Regions from separate parts of the Mus musculus genome. Here region 2 is linked to region 1. Evidence: chromatin contacts called from public Hi-C data. All regions are on one chromosome and are shown on one strand. Each heading gives the region's core, a stretch centred on a gene start, on an enhancer-like site or on the middle of the called end of the contact. The rest is flanking DNA. Distances are from core to core; before and after follow the strand shown. Region 1 overlaps Shisa6 (shisa family member 6). Region 2 holds the start of Shisa6 (shisa family member 6).

The links. A called contact is a pair of places that touch in the nucleus more often than the background predicts.
Region 2: a contact with region 1 is called in a Hi-C map of Sertoli cells, with 2.6 times the contacts expected there. The contact joins the promoter of Shisa6 here to the enhancer-like site in region 1. A contact is called at or near these places in 1 of 39 promoter capture datasets (macrophages), 1 of 484 Hi-C or Micro-C datasets (Sertoli cells), 1 of 115 datasets of contacts at active chromatin or transcription factors (embryonic stem cells) and 1 of 9 other capture datasets (adipose tissue).

The regions. Positions count from the first base shown.
Region 1 is chr11:66,486,035-66,489,228 of GRCm38.p6, reverse strand. The region is part of intron 2 of Shisa6 (shisa family member 6); the gene reads left to right. Among named protein-coding and RNA genes, the nearest start is that of Shisa6, 38 kb to the left of the region's middle. Within about 2 kb of position 1,293, at least 14 of the 459 cell types and tissues checked have an H3K27ac peak or open chromatin away from gene starts, as enhancers often do. A contact at or near this core is called in Sertoli cells, where this site is marked.
Region 2 is chr11:66,524,770-66,528,290 of GRCm38.p6, reverse strand. Shisa6 (shisa family member 6) reads left to right here and starts at 2,165. Exons shown (of 5, transcript NM_001034874.3): 1 at 2,165-2,982. The coding sequence starts at 2,327.

The DNA.
Region 1 (3,194 bases), core at 44-2,543:
TCAAAGGAGAGGCCTTTAACACTGGGCAGAGAGGTTTTTGAAGGTCCAGCTCGACTGGTTTCTCTCTGTGTGAGAACTCTAGCATTGACTTGCTGGAAACTGGTGGAGTGTTGCCCATAAACACTGAGTGACTATGCCTATGTCTCATCATTCCAGAGTCTAGATGGGCAATGTACTGTACATGGATGGAGGTTCTCCCTCTATGACTGTGGTCCAGGAAGCTGGGGAGCATCCTGGGGTGACGCTTCTAGGAAGTCAGTAATGGCATTACCTCAGCCATGGGCAAAATGTACAACGGTTGGATTCTTTTCAAGGTCAAGGTCAAATCATTTGTCTTGGCAGTGTTTTTAGCTTGTTAGAAAGGTTCCCTACACTCCCCTGGCTGGGCCCTGATTTCAAGCTCCCTGCTATTATTATTATTATTATTATTATTATTATTATTATTATTATTATTATTTCCATTCACAGATCTAAGGTCACTGTGACCAAGAACTGTATAGAGGATAGGAGGAGGGGATTGTGGTAAGGGCAGTGACCTGCATTCTCATTTGCTCTCTTTAGAAGACTCTGGCTCTCTGGGAAAATACCTGGCTTCCTTGCTTTTCTTGTGAGAGAAACTCTCTGTGAGTTTGGGAGGCTGGAGGGGTAGCTAGGCCCGAGAGACTGGGTGGGCCTTCTATATGCAGGAGGAAGAGTTTCTTTTGCATGTACAACCTTGCACAGGACCCTCAGAATATATAAGCCTCCATGGCATTTTTGCTTCTGCTTTTATCACAAAAAGATTTGTTAGAGCACTTTTTAATTTATTCTCAGTTGCTTCTGGGTATTGGATTTGCTAAGAGTAAAATTTACTCCATGTAGATTAAGATTCATGGATCCAAGATCAGCTATTATATTTATTGGTTGTTCTGTGGATTCTGAAAAAATATGTAGTGCAAATAAATGGAACAGATGACGGGCATCTTGGTCAGAAAGAATTTGCAGTCCCAGTTGAGCCATGTTTGTGCTGATGCTATAGGTGACTGTGCCTGTAGACGTGGTCCCTGATTTCTATCATTACACACTCAGTTGTCTGGAAGACGAGGTTGCAGAACCTGCCTGAGCCAGTGTGCATGATGTGGGTGGTGGGCACAAATGAGATTCACGCATCCCACGGATCAGAGTTCTAACATGTGAATCCATTTGAACAGCAAGCATGCTGTGAGTTCATTTATTCTCCAAGGCCTTGTGGAGGGCCTTCTGCATAGCAGGCACTGGGCCAAGAGTCTGGAATGGTCCAAATTGGCAGTCTGAGAGGTGTTGGGTATTGACAGTGACCTTGAAGGGTAGATAAGGCTTAGGCGTCACAGAGCTTTGGAGACATTGGGCAAGATAGGACTGGAATGAATTGAGAAAACCTCACCAGGATAGAAACATAAGGCTTCATACAGGAGTGTGCAGATCTGCCTTTTAGAATCATTGTGCTTATTGGGGGTGGGAAGGAGAGAGAGATAATGGAGAAGAGAATTGGAAACAGGCTTGTTGAGGCCTTGAATGCCAGGGCTCAGAGAGTATCAGAATGAGAATAGTTTTAAAATTCACTTTTACACTCACCTTCTACAAACAATTGACCATTCACATTTCTAGCTGTTGTGCTCTCTCTCTCTCTCTCTCTCTCTCTCTCTCTCTCTCTCTGTGTGTGTGTGTGTGTGTGTGTGTTTTAGCTGCTTCATAGAGTCCTTGGGATTCTGTTCAGAGAAATCATGTTGCCTGTAACCGAAGCTAATTGACTTTGTCCTTTCATATCCAGGAACCTTTCATTGGTTTTTCTTGCCTTATTTCACTGGCAAGGGCTGCCTGTACAATGCTGGATCAAAGTGGTCACCGCTTTATTTCTGGTCTTACCAGGGAACCATCTTTCATTTTGTGATTGTTGCTTCATTCTGTGTTTTTCAGAGATGTTTTTATCGTGATGAGGAAGTTTTCTTTTATTACTAGTTTGGGTAGGGTTTTTGGACAGTAATTGATGTTGGGTTCAGTAAAAGTTTCCACCCCCCCTCCTCTATTCACAGAGATGGCACATAGCTTTCCCTTACAGTCACTTAACAGAGTGAATATGTTGACTCATTTTAAATATTAGACTGTTCTTGGATTCCTGGGGTAGACTTTACGTAGTCATAACGCTTTATTGGATTTATTATTATGTTGGATATTGTTAAATGTAAAATGTTGAGTGCTGTTTACAATTGTGTTCTTAAGCCTTGTGCCATTCTGTTTTCTAGTCATTTTATATGTTGTTGGAGTAACGCTGACCTCATGCTATGTGTGGAGTGTTTCTTCATCCTTTCTGTATTGCAGGTTGCTTGTAGAATTGGCCAGTGAATCCACTTAAGCCTGGAGATATTTAAATAGAAGAATTTTTACCTTTGCCTTAATTTCTTTCACAGGCACACAGCTATTAGGTTATCCAAACAAATTTAACCAAGAAAGCATAACTTAAAAAAACATTTGAACCCTCTGACCCTGAACATCCTCTGAGTGTAGTTCACTCAGAGCTGGATGGCTTCAGCTTGCTGAGCTGATACAGTTACAGTCAGACAATCAAATTAATCTTCAGAATTTTCATTTAGCAACTAAAGATAGATTTTTCTGTTTCTCAGAGCTACAAACTGACAAGGGACCCTACAAAAGGTTGACTGATGTTTGCTATCCTTTTAGACAAGGAAGACCTCAGTGCATGCATAGTACATACACACTTTTATTCAGCATTTAGCACAAATGAGTATGCAAGTCTAAGTTCCTCATATCCATCTATGGAGAAAAAAAGATATGGTTTATGTTTAATTGCTCATCCTGATCTCAGAACTCTATGTGATTTTTCTGGCCATCGGGCAGCCATTAGATAATACATCCAAGAATTGAACTTCAGTCTCCAGACTCAGGATTCATTTGTCTTTCTCCATCTCTATTTAGTCCAAGTTATACCTCACCTACTGGGTTGTCTGTTGCAGAACTTACCAGTGAATCTGAAGCCTAATGCTGAATGAATGATCACTGTTCATGTTAATCCTTCCATTCTGAATTAGGTAAGCGGACCTAGTCACACTGAAGTGGTGTTAGCTCATGCCACACAAAGCATGCAGCCCTTACACTGGGCTCTGTGAACCCAGGTATGGGTTCAGAATGCATAGATGCTGGAAAAGTACAGTCGCCGA
Region 2 (3,521 bases), core at 916-3,415, 38 kb before region 1:
TTGTGTATGCTTAGCTCACCCACCCTCTTTCTCCCAGTTTCCCTGCCTCTGCTGGAAGCATCTTTATTCTGTCTTGTTTTTCTAACTCCTAACCATTCTTCACCAGGCATTTCATTAGCACCCCAAGAACTGTATTTGACCCTCACTGCTCCCCTCGTGGGTGATGCTAGAAGCCTGTATCCTGCTCGCAGAATAGGCTGTGCCCATCTCGGTCATGACACAAACATGCCACGCAGAAGTCATTTGACTGTCTCCTCTGTAAAGGAACTCCTGAGAGAAGGGACTGTCATTCCTTATCTTAGCACTTACCAGTGTGCTTGGCAGGATTGGCACTAAAAACGATTGTTAACAGAGCCATTAAGAGACGAAGCCGAGGAAATCGGAGGAAGTGCCGAGGAAGAAGAGGAAGGAGGAGGGGATAGAGAATGAGCAGCACACGGAGAGTTTCTAGAACGGTCGGCCAGAGAAGTCCCCCTCTTCCCATCTCAGGTAAAAATGTCCCTCTGTGCCGTGGGTTCTGGGTTTCAGCTCCAATTCAGTCCATCCATTTAACACCAGACTCCCTGAATGCTGAGAGTTTGTTTGAGGCACATCGTGAGCAGGACTGAGTAGACCACTTCAGGGAAATTCTCTGTTACTATCATTCTAACAGCCTGCCTCTGTCTCCCACCAAAGTTCTCAGGACTACGGTCTGGGGCTGGCTGTTGCTCCTCTTCTCGGGTCTCCCACCTTCTCCACACAACACACAGCAAACTAAGACTCTGACTCCCCCTTGGGGTGGCCACATAGCTTAGAAAGCCAGACTCGTGGGTCTCCTTTCAGCCAGCCTGGTCTCACTCTGGTCACAAGGGACTCTCTAATCTGTCTCCTCCAGCAGCAACGACAGGAATGTAGGGCTTTCCAAAGAAATCTTTAAAACCCAGGTAGTTTTATTTATTTATTTCTTTTTATTTATTTTTTAACTCTCGTCTCAATGCTAGAAAAAAAGTTGGAGAAAGAGGGAATTCGAGGTGTCACCCAGAGCTGGAGCTATCTCACTCCTGCACGAGCGATGGAGGAGAAAGGAGCCTAAGTTCATCACACTAGGTGGCCCAACAGCCACTTGACCCCTGGCCTCAGTGTAGGAACCTGTAGCAATGGGCTTGACCTCTTATCTTGGCTGTGAACATCACCACTAGGGAGAGGCAGAGGCTTGCAGAAACCCCAACTTGCTTTCTGGTAGCGCAAAGACCAGGCTGAAGTAAAGCGGGGGAGTGAGGGAGGGTTAGAAATACTTGACCAGAGGGCTAGAAGGGCAATGTCAGAGTAGGTTTAACCCTGCCGCTGGCCGGCTCCAGAGGGCTCACTCTGGCCTTGCTCCGGGGTGAAGGTAGTGGGGGTGAGCTCCCTCTTTGCCATCTTAGTCGCTTAACTGGTGTCCCGGCGTTGGTGACGCGAAGCTTCGAGGCGGGGGGTGGGGAGGAGGGAGAGGAAGAGGCAAAGAGAAGTCCTGCCGTCCCCCAACCGGGCGCCCAGGCGTGGAAACGTGGGCGGCGGCGAGCGGCTGGCCTCCCTCCCCGCCCTCCCCGCGCGGCGCTCCCGCGTGTGCGGCTGTGTGAGTGCGTGTGTCTCCCTCTCTCCTATCGCACACGCTCCGGCACTAGTGCAGGCGGTTCCCGGCTCCGCTCACTCGCTCCGGTCGCTGCGCTCCCGCCTAGCCGCCGCCGCCGCTGCAGTCGCAGCCCGGCATGGTGAGTGACTGAGGTGCAGCCGCCGCGCACCCCGGCTGCCCGCCGGACCCCAGCCTCAGTCGGCAGCACCGTCCCCGGGCTCGGCGGCCCGGTGGCTTCCCCAGGGGTTCTCCACGCGTCCTCGGGCCACTGTCCCAGTCGGGACGCACTCCTCGAGGGCTGAGCGCTCCTTCTCCGCCCGGCTGCTCGCCGCTCTCCGCACCCCGTGACCGCTGCCCCGTCTCGTCCCGCAGGACCTGCCCGGACGGGACCACGCCGCCGCTGCCGCCGCCTCCGGGAGCCGCGCTTCGGGGCCGGCCTGAGCCGAGTCGCGCGGAGCCGCCGCTGCCGCGGGCGGGGGATGGGGCTGCCCGCTAGGCGCGCGGAGCCCGCAGGGGGAGCGCGGAGCCGGCGCGCAGCCTGAGAGCCCCGCGCAGCCCGCGCCCCGCCGCTCCGTGCGCTCCCGCCGCCGCCCGCGCCTCGATGGCGCCATCTCCCCGCCGCTGACCGGTCCGTCTCGCCTTTCCAGCCCGCCCGGCCGCCCTCGGAGCCCGGCCAGCCGCCGGGGCAGCGGCCTGCAGCCCGCGTCCGCCCGCGCCCTCCCGCCCGGCCCCGCCATGGCGCTGCGCCGCCTCCTGCTGCCGCCTCTGCTGCTGTCGCTGCTGCTGTCGCTCGCGTCCCTGCACCTGCCGCCCGGCGCAGACGCCGCCCGCGGCCGCTCCGGGAACCGGACCCTGAACGCGGGAGCCGTCGGAGGTCGGCGTGCTGGGGGCGCCCTGGCCCGAGGCGGCCGCGAACTAAACAGCACCGCCCGAGCGTCCGGCGTCCCGGAGGCGGGCAGCCGGCGGGGACAGTCCGCAGCAGCGGCAGCGGCGGCGGCGGCGGCGGCCAGCGCGACTGTTACTTACGAGACGTGCTGGGGCTACTACGACGTGAGCGGCCAGTACGACAAGGAGTTCGAGTGCAACAACAGCGAGAGCGGCTACCTGTACTGCTGCGGCACCTGCTACTATCGCTTCTGCTGCAAGAAGCGCCACGAGAAGCTGGACCAGCGCCAGTGCACCAACTACCAAAGCCCCGTATGGGTGCAGACGCCCAGCACCAAGGTAGTGTCGCCGGGGCCCGAGAACAAGTACGACCCGGAGAAGGACAAGACCAACTTCACCGTCTACATCACTTGCGGGGTGATCGCCTTCGTCATCGTGGCGGGCGTCTTCGCCAAGGTCTCCTATGACAAGGCCCACCGCCCTCCGCGAGAGATGAACATCCACAGGTGAGAGGCGCTACTGGGTGCCTGCCTTGGGTTCCCAGGCCTCGCGCCCCCCTTAACGGGCCTGGCCCTGTCCTCTTCGCGCGTACTACCTCTCCCCTTCTAAGTCACTTCCACAGTCGCTTCCTTTAGGAGCAGTAGGCTCTCCCGCATTCCGTAGGAAGCAGCTAGGTGTGCTTTTGGTTTTAGAAAGAATGGCAACACAAAGTACCAGTCTACGGAGTTCCTGATGTTCAAGGATAAGAATCTCACCAATAATCCCCAGGCTGTATTTCATGGTTCGTGGACACTTTACTATGGGCTGTACCATGCTTAGGTTTTTTGTTTTGTTTTTTTGTTTTTGAATTTATTTTAAAAACTGGCGTGCCACTTTAATATAAAGAGCAGAGCAGTGTGGGCACCTCACTGAAAAGAACAGCAAGCGGGTTAGTGTGAGCTGGGGGTGTTCCCAGGTGTTAAGTGCAGGATGGTATGGAAAGGGCAATTGCCTCTGCCTGGAAGAATGTTCCCCATTGCGTGTTGACAGAGCACAGAGGGTAGGT